Linked DNA regions of Sus scrofa: all the other regions are linked to region 3. A link is a contact called in public HiChIP or PLAC-seq data. All regions are on one chromosome and are shown on one strand. Each heading gives the region's core, a stretch centred on a gene start, on an enhancer-like site or on the middle of the called end of the contact. The rest is flanking DNA. Distances are from core to core; before and after follow the strand shown.

Region 1 (3,779 bases), core at 969-3,468, 350 kb after region 3:
GTCTTTTTAATCCCAAGACTCAACATCTTTCCAGCCCTGCAGCTGGGATCTGCAGATGCTCTCCCCTGAACTCACTCCACTTCCATGCCGCCAGGGGCAGAATCTGGAGGCCTGCGGTCAAGTGCAGTCACAGGAGGTTTCAGCAAGTCTAAGTCGGGAGCAGCCCTGCCTGCTCTGCCACCAGGTAGTATACATCACCCTCGGCCAACAGGGATATGGGAAGATTGAAAGAGATGTTTTCAACTCAACTCCAAGGGAAGCTCTACTTGAAACTCCAAGCTTCAAACAGGTACACTAACATAGCGTGCCTGCTCTGAATGGACCAGAAGCCCCTCAAAGAGGAGACAAGCCCAGCACAGAGGGGTGTAGGAGAAGCGTCAAGGAAGAAGGGGATGCTCCCTGTACTGAGTGTGTCCTTTCACTGCAACCCACGAAAAATCCCAGATGAGTCCCACTATCCCAATTCGGGTTTCCCAGCACAGGACAGGGCCAGGATAACAACTGTTACTCATGAGAAAAGAAGCAGGCACTGAACTTCCAGTTTCATAAGCAGAAAAAGGAAGCCTCCGAAGAAGGTATCCGAAAAGACTTAGACGCCCCTCGCAGTAGGGGCGGACCTCTCCAACACCATCCTCAGAGCGCCTCCTATTTGTCTTGGAGACAAACTGCGGCTCCGGGGCGGCAACTTCCTGGGTTCCTGCCCCTCCGCGCCTGATCCTGGAGGCGTTCATTGGCCGGGCCGGGCCAACACCTTCCGAAGGAGCAGGCGTTCCTCTGCCCGCCCACGTGCATCCGGAAGATCCAAAGTGGCAGTCGGAAGAGATCAACGAAATTTAAACATTGCGCGGCACAAAGGGCATTTGGAGAGCTAAGGGCGGTGACCCCAATAGAATGGGGGCTATCTGGGTCCAAAGAGGTGACAGATCAACTCACCTGCCTGGTGAAGAGGATGGCGGTGTCCCAGTACTCAGGATGCTTGTCACTCACTTTGTTCAGCTTCTTCTGCCACGCGCAGAAGTTGCGCAGCGTCAAGGCCGCGTTGCCCGTGACCTTGGGCCCTGTGTCGCGGTCTCCAAGAAGCAGCACCTTGACCACGACGATGTTGATGGGGTTGAGGATGCTGGGATGGCGGTAGAGTCGCGCCGCCGTGGCCAACAGCGTCAGCAGATAATGCTCCAAGTCCGCGCCGTGGAACTTGACCATGGACTCGTCTGCCACCACCAGCGTCTCCACGTATCGCGGGATAGACACGAAGCGCTTGGCGCGCCCGGACCTGCGCCGGCTGCGATCTTCCCCTAAGCCTATCCGCGGAGGCTTGTAAGCGTCCAGGGCCCGCAGAATGGCGGGGTTCCAGCCTGAGGCCACCCCACAGCGAGAGGTAGGATCTCCAGGAGGCCCGCCGGGGGCGGCCCGGCGCTGGAGGAGGTGTGCGCCCTGACTGTTGCGCTGCGCCGTCGGCGCGCTGGCATTGGGCAACGGGCTAATGACATACTCAGCGCCTCGGTATCCGAAGGCTCCGCGTATCCCCCCGCACAGGCTCACAGCAGCAAAAGAGTCTGGCTCCGCGTTCACGTCTCCAGAGTAGAAACAACGTCGCAAGTCCGGGGAGCTCTCGATGAGTCCCTGGAGGGGGACGCCCAGATGCTCTGTGGCGAAAGCGGGTGCCAGGAACTGAGCATCTGGCGTCAGGTGTAGGTAGAAATCCTCCTGAAATGCTGTGATCTGAAAAATGAGTCCCTGATCCTCTGAGTCCTCGGGACCCCGCCGGTAATAGCGGCGGCCGTTGATATCCGGGTCCAGTCGGATGGGGACCACCACCTCCCGCTCTGGCTCTGAGCCGCCAGCCGGTGCCCCGGCGAGAGCCAGCGTTAAGATGCCCAGCAGAAGCATGGCGCCGGGCAGCGCAGAGCCGCGCTCTCGGAAGGGCTCGACTCGGCTCCCCGGCAGCCGGCACCGTCTTCCTGAAGCCCGCACGCCAGAACCACCGACTCCCGGGGCCGCCCGCAGCTCCCAGAAAGGAGAGCCCAGGGAGGGAGGATCCTCCCAGGGCAGTGAGCGCGCACCGGGCTGCCCGCGCCGCCTACCTGTGCCTTTCCAGGCAAAGCGCGCCCTGGGAGCTTAAGTACAATCGCTGTCAAGTGCAAAGACGAAGATTTGCAGCCGAGAACTAGAGGGAGGTGCCGGGCCGCTTCTCCGAACCGCAGCCACTCGCAGCGCCGCAAACCAGGCGCGGCGAGCCTATTAAAGGCCCCCTCCTCTTTGGACTGCCCAGTCAGCGCCCTCCCTCTCTCCCCTCCCAGCCTCCCAAAGCTTGCAGCCTCCTGGGGCCACCGAAGAACTCGGTCCCGCCTCCAGAGCTGAGAGCCACTTGGCGGGGAGGGAGTGGCGTTGAACTGAGGCGGGAGGCGTGGGCTGGCCGGAGAAACTAGCTCTGGAGTCTGGATTCACGTTGTGCTTTCAAGCTATGCCTCCTCCGCACCTCCCCTCCGCCCCATGCCCCACACATCAGCCGGGACCCACATCTGGCCGCTCCCTGGGCCTCAGCCTTTAGCTCAAGGCAGTAGGGCTCAGAAGTTGGAAATGAAGACTGCCATTGAACCCCCTTATCCCTTCTATTACAATATCCCTGCTCTTTCCTCATCGCAGTGTCCCCTAAAAGTCCCAGAACCAAGGACTCCCTGTAAATGTGCTCCTGCTGCCAGAAGGGCACATTGCTGGGCACATGGAGAGACCTTCTGGAAGGTACGGCTGCCCAGACCCACAGTCCGCCCTGGGGGCAAGGGTGTGCTGGATGGGCTGGTGCAAATGGTTAATTTTCAAGAACTTTGCCTGTCAGCTATTAAACACAGTCATTATTAAAATTTTTAATTATATGGATGTATAGTTATAACCTATGCTTAGTAATAAACTCCATCACTTCCTAATTATTTGAGCATAATTACCTGAGCTCTTACACCTTGGGAACCACTAGCCCTCCAGGACAGCGGCCAGCACCAGGAAGGAGAGCAGAGGTGCGGGAGTGGATGGTAGGATTGAGTGTGTGGCCTTCCCCATCTCCCAGGGCAGGGGCGGCAGGACAGGAGCTTGGAACAGGTCCTGTGGGAATGTTTATACCACTGACATGGGCAAACAGTGCCACTCAGGGCTTGGGGGGGGGACTGTGTCCAGCACTGACCATCAGTGCCTGGGGTGCTGTGGGGAAAGAGATGGTCTTCCCACCAGGGAGGGGCCGAAGCACTGTGGACAGTAAAAAAGTAATCATCCAGAAAAAATCCTTCCTCCCTGACATTCTTTCATTTGACCCTTGACCAAGTATATGGAGGACACTGGGGTGGGAGGCTGGGTGTGCATAGGTGGGACGAGACCATCAGGCCAAGGGTTCCCATTTCATCTGAGGGGGTCTGAAGAGCCCTGTTCCAGGCTCTGGACCTTGAGGTCCTCCCTAGCTCTCCATAAAAATCACCTTCTTGGAGTTCCCGTTGTGGCTCAGTGGTTAGCGAATCTGTCTAGGAACCATGAGGTTGCTGGTTCGATCCCTGGCCTTGCTCAGTGGGTTAAGCATCCGGCATTGCAGTGAGCTGTGGTGTAGGCTGCAGACGCGGCTCGGATCCCGCGTTGCCATGGTTCTGGCGTAGGCTGGCGGTACAGCTCCGATTGGACCTCTAGCCTGGGAATCTCCATGTGCCATGGGAGCAGCCCAAGAAATGGCAAAAAGACAAAAAAAATCACCTTCTTTCTTCTGACAAGGAAGAAGGCAAGTAAAGGGAGAAAGGCATTCC
Region 2 (3,662 bases), core at 1,078-3,577, 380 kb after region 3:
AGACTCAAGGCGGCCCACCTGCCCAGGCCCAGTGGCCCTTCCTCCAGGAAACTCAGATGCATGGGCACTCCTGCCACTGTTCCTCAGAGGAGCTGAGGAGCAGGGCTTCCCATCCCCCAGTGCTCAGTGGGACGAGAGAGGAGGAGAGGGGAGTCAGACCAGGACTGGGGACTTTAACAGAAAACTCTGGAAGACACAGTCCTGGCAGCTCTCTTGCAATGGAAATTATCTTCTGAGAAAGAGGCCAGATGGACCTTCAGACATCCATACATCTAACCCACTGCCTCAGAGAAAACAACTCTCAGGCTGGCTCAGTCCAACTTTACTCCATGTCTGAAGGAGATGCTTTGAGCTCCCTGAACACAAAGGAGGGGACTGAGAACCTCGGCGCTGAGGAGCACCCCGCCACGGGACGCTCCGTGCAGCAGTGTGCACCCTGAGCCTTTGGTTTCCAGTGGGGACATGCCCATTGCACCGTTTCTGCTCAGTCTGACCGATCGGGCAGCTTAGGAACCGGGCCCATCTTAAACCTTAGGTCTTTGGTTCCTTACTTTCAGTCCAAGCCCTGAGCAGCTGGCATCTCTTCTCTTCACACCTGCTGTGTAAGACATCATCTCCCCATCATCTCTCCTGGTGGAGTTGGCACTCAAAGGAAGCCCTCTGGTGAGGAGAGATGCAGATTGTCTCAGAAGAAGTTCCAAGGGCTGGCCCTGCTCCTTCCTAGGGCAGGAGACTGGGAGACTCTTCCTGCCCCACAAGAAGCAGTGGAGGAAGTAGCCCCAGCAAGCTGCCACTCCTCAGCCCTCACCCCCAATTGCATAATGATGTGATTGCTTGTGTTTCCCTTAGGAATCCAGCTCCAGGAGCGAGTGCCAAGTTTCAGCTTTGCTGATAAGGTGTTTACATCAGCCTAAACATAGCTGGAGTGCTTGACTTGCTCAGTAACCTGCCAACCCCTGTTTGTAGGGCTTACAAAATATCTGGCTTGTTGCCTGCGAGGTGAACAGACAGATCCCATTCACAAATACTGGGATTTGTCTGGAACTCCCACACATGGCCTCAGCCCATGGAATGTCCCTCTCTAGCCTTTCATCCTTCTCTTCCCTTCTTCTACTCCCACCTTCCAGACCACAGGAGGGAAGAAAGAGAGGCTCCAGGAGGTGGTGCCCTAGGGAACAGGGAGCAGGGCTGCCCACACTGCTGGCCAAAGGCCTGCAGGCCCCTGCCCCCTTTGTCTCTGGCTCTGCAAAGTCATCCAAGAGAGGACTGACGTCTCAAGGTCCCCGAGGCAGCAGAGTGAGCCCTAATCCAGCCTCCCCTCAAGCTGGGGAACAGCTGGAAGCCCAGGGGCAGAGCAGAGGCCAAACACCAAGTCAACCCCTTCAGCTGGCCTCAGTGGGATGGAAGCAGTGGGGGCCTGGGAACCTGGGTTTCACTGTGGCCCATATTTTCTCATGCCCCAGACAGGAGTTCACCCTTCAAGGCTATCCAGGCAGGAGCCAGGAGGCCAGCGCTGGAAAGCTAGTGAGAAGAACGTAGACTTGGAAACAGGCAGGCCTGGGCTGGCACCCCAGCTTTAGGAGCTGCGCCACCTGAGACAGGCTGTTTAGCTTGCGTGAAGCCCTGCTTCCTCCCTGGTGAAGTGGCGATGACAATCCCACTTCCCAGAGTTTGTGTGAGCACTCAATGAGGTGCTCACCTCAATAGGGAACTGTTGTCAGAAGTGACTGTTAAGGAAGCATTCCCATCCTGGAGAGTAGGGCTCACCCCAGCAGACATCAGGAAATTTCTAAGAGGGAAATTCTACCAACCTTGAGCACTCAGATAGTTGCTGCTGGGCCAAGAGCAGAGAGAGGGCAGGTGGCTGGCAGGGAGAGGGTGGGTGTCAAGGTTAGAAATAACCAGTGCAGTCCAGTAGAACTTTCAGTGGTGATGGAAACATTCTGTCCGCTCCATCCAACGCAGTAGCCACAAGCCCTAGGTGGCTCATGATGCGCTTGAAATGTGGCCAGTGTGGCAGGGAAATTATGATATTAATTTTATTGAATTTTAGTGGATTTAGCTATCCATGGCCACACATGGCTGGTCAGGATGTTGAATGCACAAGCTTTGGAATCAGGAGTTCTGGGTTCACACGTAGCTGCACATTCATTAGCTCTGGGATGGTGGGCCAGTCTCTTACTTGCACGGTGAAGGGAAATAATGCTGGGGCCCTGGGGGTTTTGTGAGTCTTCACCAAGATGCCGTTTACCAAGGTCAAGTGCAGAGCCGAGCACTCAGAGTGCATGACTCAGGGTGACGATAGGGCTGGAAGGTTTACTCCTCACTCTCCACTCCTCCTTCCCCAGAACCACATCCTGACGCTGATGTCCATGGCAGCCCGCATCTACAAGCACCCCAGCATCAGGAACTCCATCAACCTGATGGTGGTGAAAGTGCTGATCGTGGAGGACGAGAAGTGGGGCCCGGAGGTGTCCGACAACGGCGGGCTGACGCTGCGCAACTTCTGCAGCTGGCAGCGGCGCTTCAACCAGCCCAGTGACCGGCACCCTGAGCACTTTGACACGGCCATCCTGCTCACCAGACAGGTCCTGGCCCCCAGAAACTGGGCGGGAGGGGGGGGGAAGGCCCAGGCTGCCCAAACATAGTCCCAGCTGGACACCAGCAGCCTCATGTGGATGCCGAGGAGAAGGTCACGGGGACAAGTGTGAGGTATTTGCAAGGGAAGGAGAGGAATCTCGGAAGGGCTCTTTGCCAGAGGTTTGTGACCAGCTGTCTGCTGAGGTCATAACAAGAGGAAACGGGCTCAAACTGCCCAGTGAGGGATGTGCAGTGGGAACTAAGAAGAGGCCCATCTACGGAGGGGGTGAAACCCGGGGGGCAGGGAGCCTGGGTGTCCTCAGGACTTCTCCAAATCAGAAGGCTGCCCACCCCCCGGGGCTGGTTTAAACAGATCACTTCCTGAAGGCTAGCGAGTGTGATCCCATGTGCCCGACCCTGCTCACCCCTGAGGCAAGCACTGCGTTTTTAGCCCCACTTTTCAGCTGGGGAGACCCAGGCACAGAGCAGCCACCCTTAGACAAGCTATTTAACTTGCGTGACCCTCCACGCCCTCATCTGTGAAATGGGGATGACAATCCCTGCTTCCCAGAGTCTCTGTGAGCATTCCTGTGGTGACCTCGAAGTCAGGCCCTGGGCAGGGTCTACACCCTTAACCACGCCCAGGACAGACTTTCCAAGCCACGGGCAGCCCCAGGACATGCCTATGCGGAAGGAGAAGGGACCTCTGTGAAGAAATAGGGAGTTGGATTCAAACATTTCTTTCACCCCTGGAGGCGCAGGAATAGGCAGGGTCTCTGTCCTATGTCTGTGCTCATGTCTCGCTCTCTCTCCTCGAGCAGAACTTCTGTGGAAAGGAGGGCATGTGTGACACTCTGGGCGTGGCAGACATCGGCACCATCTGTGACCCCGGCAAGAGCTGCTCTGTGATCGAGGATGAGGGCCTGCAGGCGGCCTACACTCTGGCCCATGAGCTCGGTAAGGCTCGCCACACTGGGGGCCACACGTGCTGGGCTGGGGCAGGAGCACTTGCCAGCCGGGCTTCAAAGCGAGTGCTGTCCTGGCACGGGCCCTCGTCATCTGGCAGAGCGACTGTGCCGAGC
Region 3 (3,917 bases), core at 56-2,555:
TGGAGGGTGAAAGCTACCATAGGAAATCTGTAAACAAGTAGATGTGGCTGTAGGCCAATAAAACTTTATTTACAAAATCTGGTGGTGGGCCATAGTTTACCCACTCCTGTTCTAGGTGAGGAGGAAGAAAAGGAAGAGGAGAATATTGATGACCAACAAAAACGAACATTGCTTGTTTCCTCTGTGCAAAATACTCTTAAGTATTCTGTACATATGATCTCACTTAATCTCTGTAATTCTATAAGGCACATACAGTTATGTATCCATTTTATAATTGAAGAAACTAAGCTTTAAAGAGTATAAACATGGGGGTGGGGGGATGTGCTTGGGCTGTGGGATGGAAATCCTGTGAAATCAGATTGTTATGATCATTATACAACTACAGATGTGATAAATGCATTTGAGTAATAAAAAAAAAGAGTCTAAACAGTTTTCCTACCAGTCTAACAAGTGGTAAATGCTGGAGCCAGAAACTCAGATCTGATACCAAAGCTCAGGCTTTCTATCACTGAGCCAGGCCATAAAACATACATATTCACTGTTTGAAGCTTTTTGGTCAACTTCTCTTAAAAAACTATTTCTGAAAGCAGTGAGTGGGAAAGCTTAGGAAAGTCACAGAATGCAGCTTCGGTAAAAAGATTGACCATAATTTTAATTTGCTCAATCCAAGTAGACTTTGGGCTATTGAGATATCTGGTTGAACAAACATTTATTATGCCACTACTGTAAGCCTCAAATCACAAGAGTGATTCAAGGAGGAAAATAATAGAATATTCTTTTCTATTAAGCCTCAAATCACAACAGTGATTCAAGGAGGAAAAGAAGAGAATATTCTTTTCTATTAAGCCTCAAATCACAACAGTGATTCAAGGAGGAAAAGAAGAGAATATATATTCCCCCAGACGCACGTAGCGTCTTGGGTGGGAAACCCTTCCTTCTCATTCTTCTCTTAGGGTCCATCTTGGTTTAAGAAAGCAGACCCACAGCTGGCATTGCTTAGGGAAGGCCACCAAGATTTATTTGCAATTGTCTCCAGCCACAATGAGTTTGCCTTTCCAACCTCCCATGGATTATTTTTGTTCCTTTTATCAGAGTGATACAAGCAGTTTTTAGGGAATTTCAAGCAATCCTAGCAAAAACTATCTTCTCCCAAGATTTAAAGCCCCACGTTCTGACAACCTTTCCCAGAACATCTTAGCCTGGATGTTTACCACTAAACATCACTAGAGCAAGATCCCAAACTCTTTGACCCAGCATCGTGTCCCTAGCTGTCTCAAGCACGGAGCTTCTCCACCCACCCGCCTCCCCTCTCAGATGGCCACACTTGTGCAACCACAGGGCCTTTGTGTTCCAGGGGTGGATTACTTAGTTCAGAATCACATAAGTAAAAAAGTCCCACTCTCACAAAGCTAATGACTTATAATAGTTTATACCTCTCAGTTCTAGGAAAGGTTCCCTCTACTCTCATCCATAAAATTTCTTCTCTCTTCACCCCCTCTCCTGATGCCCAGTGAAATGCGTTTTTCATTTCCTTTGCCTCCAGATCCATCTGTTTAATTATTATGCCTCATTTGCACTAAATCCAAATGGAAAGCAGCTCATGGTAGTGAGATTTGGTGTTGCTTCTCCCCAAAGGTCAAACCTCACACAGCTGTTCATCATGAACCATCTCCAGCTCCCAGCAGCTGCCAGCGTTTATGTTATGTTAGTGATGCTCTCTTGTGGCGGAGGCCAGAGAGCTTGCTGTTCAGCCAAAAGAAATCCTAAGGGAAAAGAGAATGAATGGCTGCAGATGACATGCTGGGCATCTCCTTTGTGCTGCATTTACCATGTAGAAGCCAGTGCAGACCAGTGCAGACTCACCAGTCAGACCCATGTCTATGGGGGAACCCCTGATCCCCAGCTTTCTCAACACCCAGAAGGTCACCCTGAAAAGCTGAAGAATATGCTAAGGACGTTTCTCTGGGATTGAGATGTATATCTTTGATTACCAGCCACTAGGAAACTGGGAGAACAAGGGGATAACTTGTATATCAGTAGTGGCTTGGGAAAAAGTGGGATTCACTTCTGTATTATTATGGCACTGACACTTTTTTTTTTTTTTGGTCTTTCTAGGGCCGCATTCGAGGCATATGGAGGTTCCCAGGCTAAGGGTCTAATCGGAGTTATAGCTGCCGGCCTACACCACAGCCACAGCAATGCCAGATCCGAGCCACATCTGAGACCTACACCACAGCTCAGGGCAACGCCAAATCCTTAACCCACTGAGCGAGGCCAGGGATCGAACCTGGAACCTCATGGTTCCTAGTCGGATTCGTTTTCTGCTGCTCCATGATGGCAACTCCCATCAACACTTTTTTTAATGGATGAAATTTGACGGGGATAAGGGAGAGAAGGGAAAGAGAGAGGAGGAAGAGAAGAAGTGAAATTCTACATTTACACTGTTACGTTTCGCTCGATAGAACAACACACATACATACTTATCAGGGTGTAGAATGACTGCCATGCTGCAAATACCTTCGACCCCGCCCGCCCCCATCAGTATCCCCAGTCGTCACAGAGGACTACTTTTAGCCAGCTCACATATGCCCTTGACCAATGGCAGAGTCCACCGATGCTCACCCGCTGGGTAATACCTCAGAGATAAGACAGGAGCCCAGGAAATCCGTGGTATGCAGCTCAGAGAAGGGGTGGAGGAAATATTTAGTGCCTCCAAGGACATTTCTTTAAAATTACTAGATGCTTTGGCTCCTCAGTCTTCCTGTGGACCATTCCTGGGATGGATAATTCTGTCTGCTTCCAGGGAAGTCCAATAGCAGGGAGCCTCCAATGGCCACAGAACTTGCACTGATGCCAACTTGCTCATATTGGCTTTTTCTTCATGTTTATCACTTTCTCCCATCCTCATTTCTGCAACGGGGAATCACCTGGCAAATAAACCATCTACACAAATGTCCAGCTTTGCTTATAGGGAAACTGAATCTTTTCAGAGCTCCCTGTACAAAACGACACACACTTTGGACCAACCATGGAAAAATCACTGCCTGGTCCAGTTACACCAGGATGGAGCTGCTTGATGTTTGGGAATCGTGGTTGGAATGGGAAGAGCTGGGCTCATTCTCGTAGTTTGTTGCTCCCAAGTAGCAAAGCACTGTCCTTGGGAGAAACTCATCTCTTATCCCACGTGTGGTCTGCCTTTTGGTCTGTCAAGCATATCCATCAGCCAGGGGGTGAAAAAGAGTCATACAGATGACAATGGAGAGAAAGATCAGCGAAATAAATGGCCAGTTAGGAAGATCCAAGCCCTTATTCCCTCATGGAGACATAAAACACACACACGAAAAACCAACAACCAAGAGCTGGATAAAATAACCTTGTATGAGTTATGGAAAAACCATCAAAGGCCTACAGAAACCAAGCAAACTCCCAGTCAAGAAAATGCCACATTCAAAAGAGTAGAAAATGCTGTGGGTTTGTTTTTGTTTTTGTCATTTTGTCTTTTCTAGGGCCGCACCCGTGGCACATGGAGGTTCCTGGGCTAGGGGTCCAATCGGAGCTGTAGCCAACGGCCTACACCACAGCCACAGCAACGCGGGATCCGAGCCGCATCTGCAACCTACACCACAGCTCATGGCAATGCCAGATCCTTAACCCACTGAGCAAGGCCAGGGATCGAACCCACAACCTCATGGTTCCTGTTCGGATTCGTTAACCACTGAGCCATGTCGGGAACTCCATGCTGAGGTATTTTTGCTACCTTTTCCCCACCCTCTCCCTGAGTGGTCCGGTCTTGGTCTGGAGAACACAGCAGTTCCCAGTCCCCTCTCTTGAACAGGAGGGAGCAAAGCAGAACTTATTTGCAATGTTCTAACCTATCTGGGGGCTGCTTAAAGGACTGGTCTCTTGTTCACCCAGCT

Evidence for each region. HiChIP or PLAC-seq counts read pairs in DNA pulled down with a chosen protein or histone mark.
Region 1: an H3K27ac HiChIP or PLAC-seq map of skeletal muscle shows a contact between it and region 3. The contact joins the promoter of ADAMTS15 here to the enhancer-like site in region 3. A contact is called at or near these places in 2 of 5 promoter capture datasets (fetal skeletal muscle and skeletal muscle), 13 of 47 Hi-C or Micro-C datasets (alveolar macrophages, embryonic fibroblasts, heart right ventricle and 7 more) and 1 of 2 datasets of contacts at active chromatin or transcription factors (skeletal muscle).
Region 2: an H3K27ac HiChIP or PLAC-seq map of skeletal muscle shows a contact between it and region 3. The contact joins two enhancer-like sites. A contact is called at or near these places in 2 of 5 promoter capture datasets (fetal skeletal muscle and skeletal muscle), 10 of 47 Hi-C or Micro-C datasets (alveolar macrophages, embryonic fibroblasts, heart right ventricle and 6 more) and 1 of 2 datasets of contacts at active chromatin or transcription factors (skeletal muscle).

What each region holds. Positions count from the first base shown.
Region 1 is chr9:57,125,966-57,129,744 of Sscrofa11.1, reverse strand. It overlaps ADAMTS15 (A disintegrin and metalloproteinase with thrombospondin motifs 15), which reads right to left and starts at 2,218. Exons shown (of 8, transcript XM_003130081.4): 1 at 934-2,218. The coding sequence starts at 1,890.
Region 2 is chr9:57,100,561-57,104,222 of Sscrofa11.1, reverse strand. It overlaps ADAMTS8 (A disintegrin and metalloproteinase with thrombospondin motifs 8), which reads left to right. Exons shown (of 9, transcript XM_003130083.4): 2 at 2,349-2,588; 3 at 3,402-3,537. Among named protein-coding and RNA genes, the nearest start is that of ADAMTS8, 11 kb to the left of the region's middle. Within about 2 kb of position 2,327, at least 21 of the 83 cell types and tissues checked have an H3K27ac peak or open chromatin away from gene starts, as enhancers often do. A contact at or near this core is called in fetal skeletal muscle and skeletal muscle, where this site is marked.
Region 3 is chr9:57,479,294-57,483,210 of Sscrofa11.1, reverse strand. No RefSeq gene overlaps it. Among named protein-coding and RNA genes, the nearest start is that of SNX19, 77 kb to the left of the region's middle. Within about 2 kb of position 1,305, at least 3 of the 83 cell types and tissues checked have an H3K27ac peak or open chromatin away from gene starts, as enhancers often do. A contact at or near this core is called in fetal skeletal muscle and skeletal muscle, where this site is marked.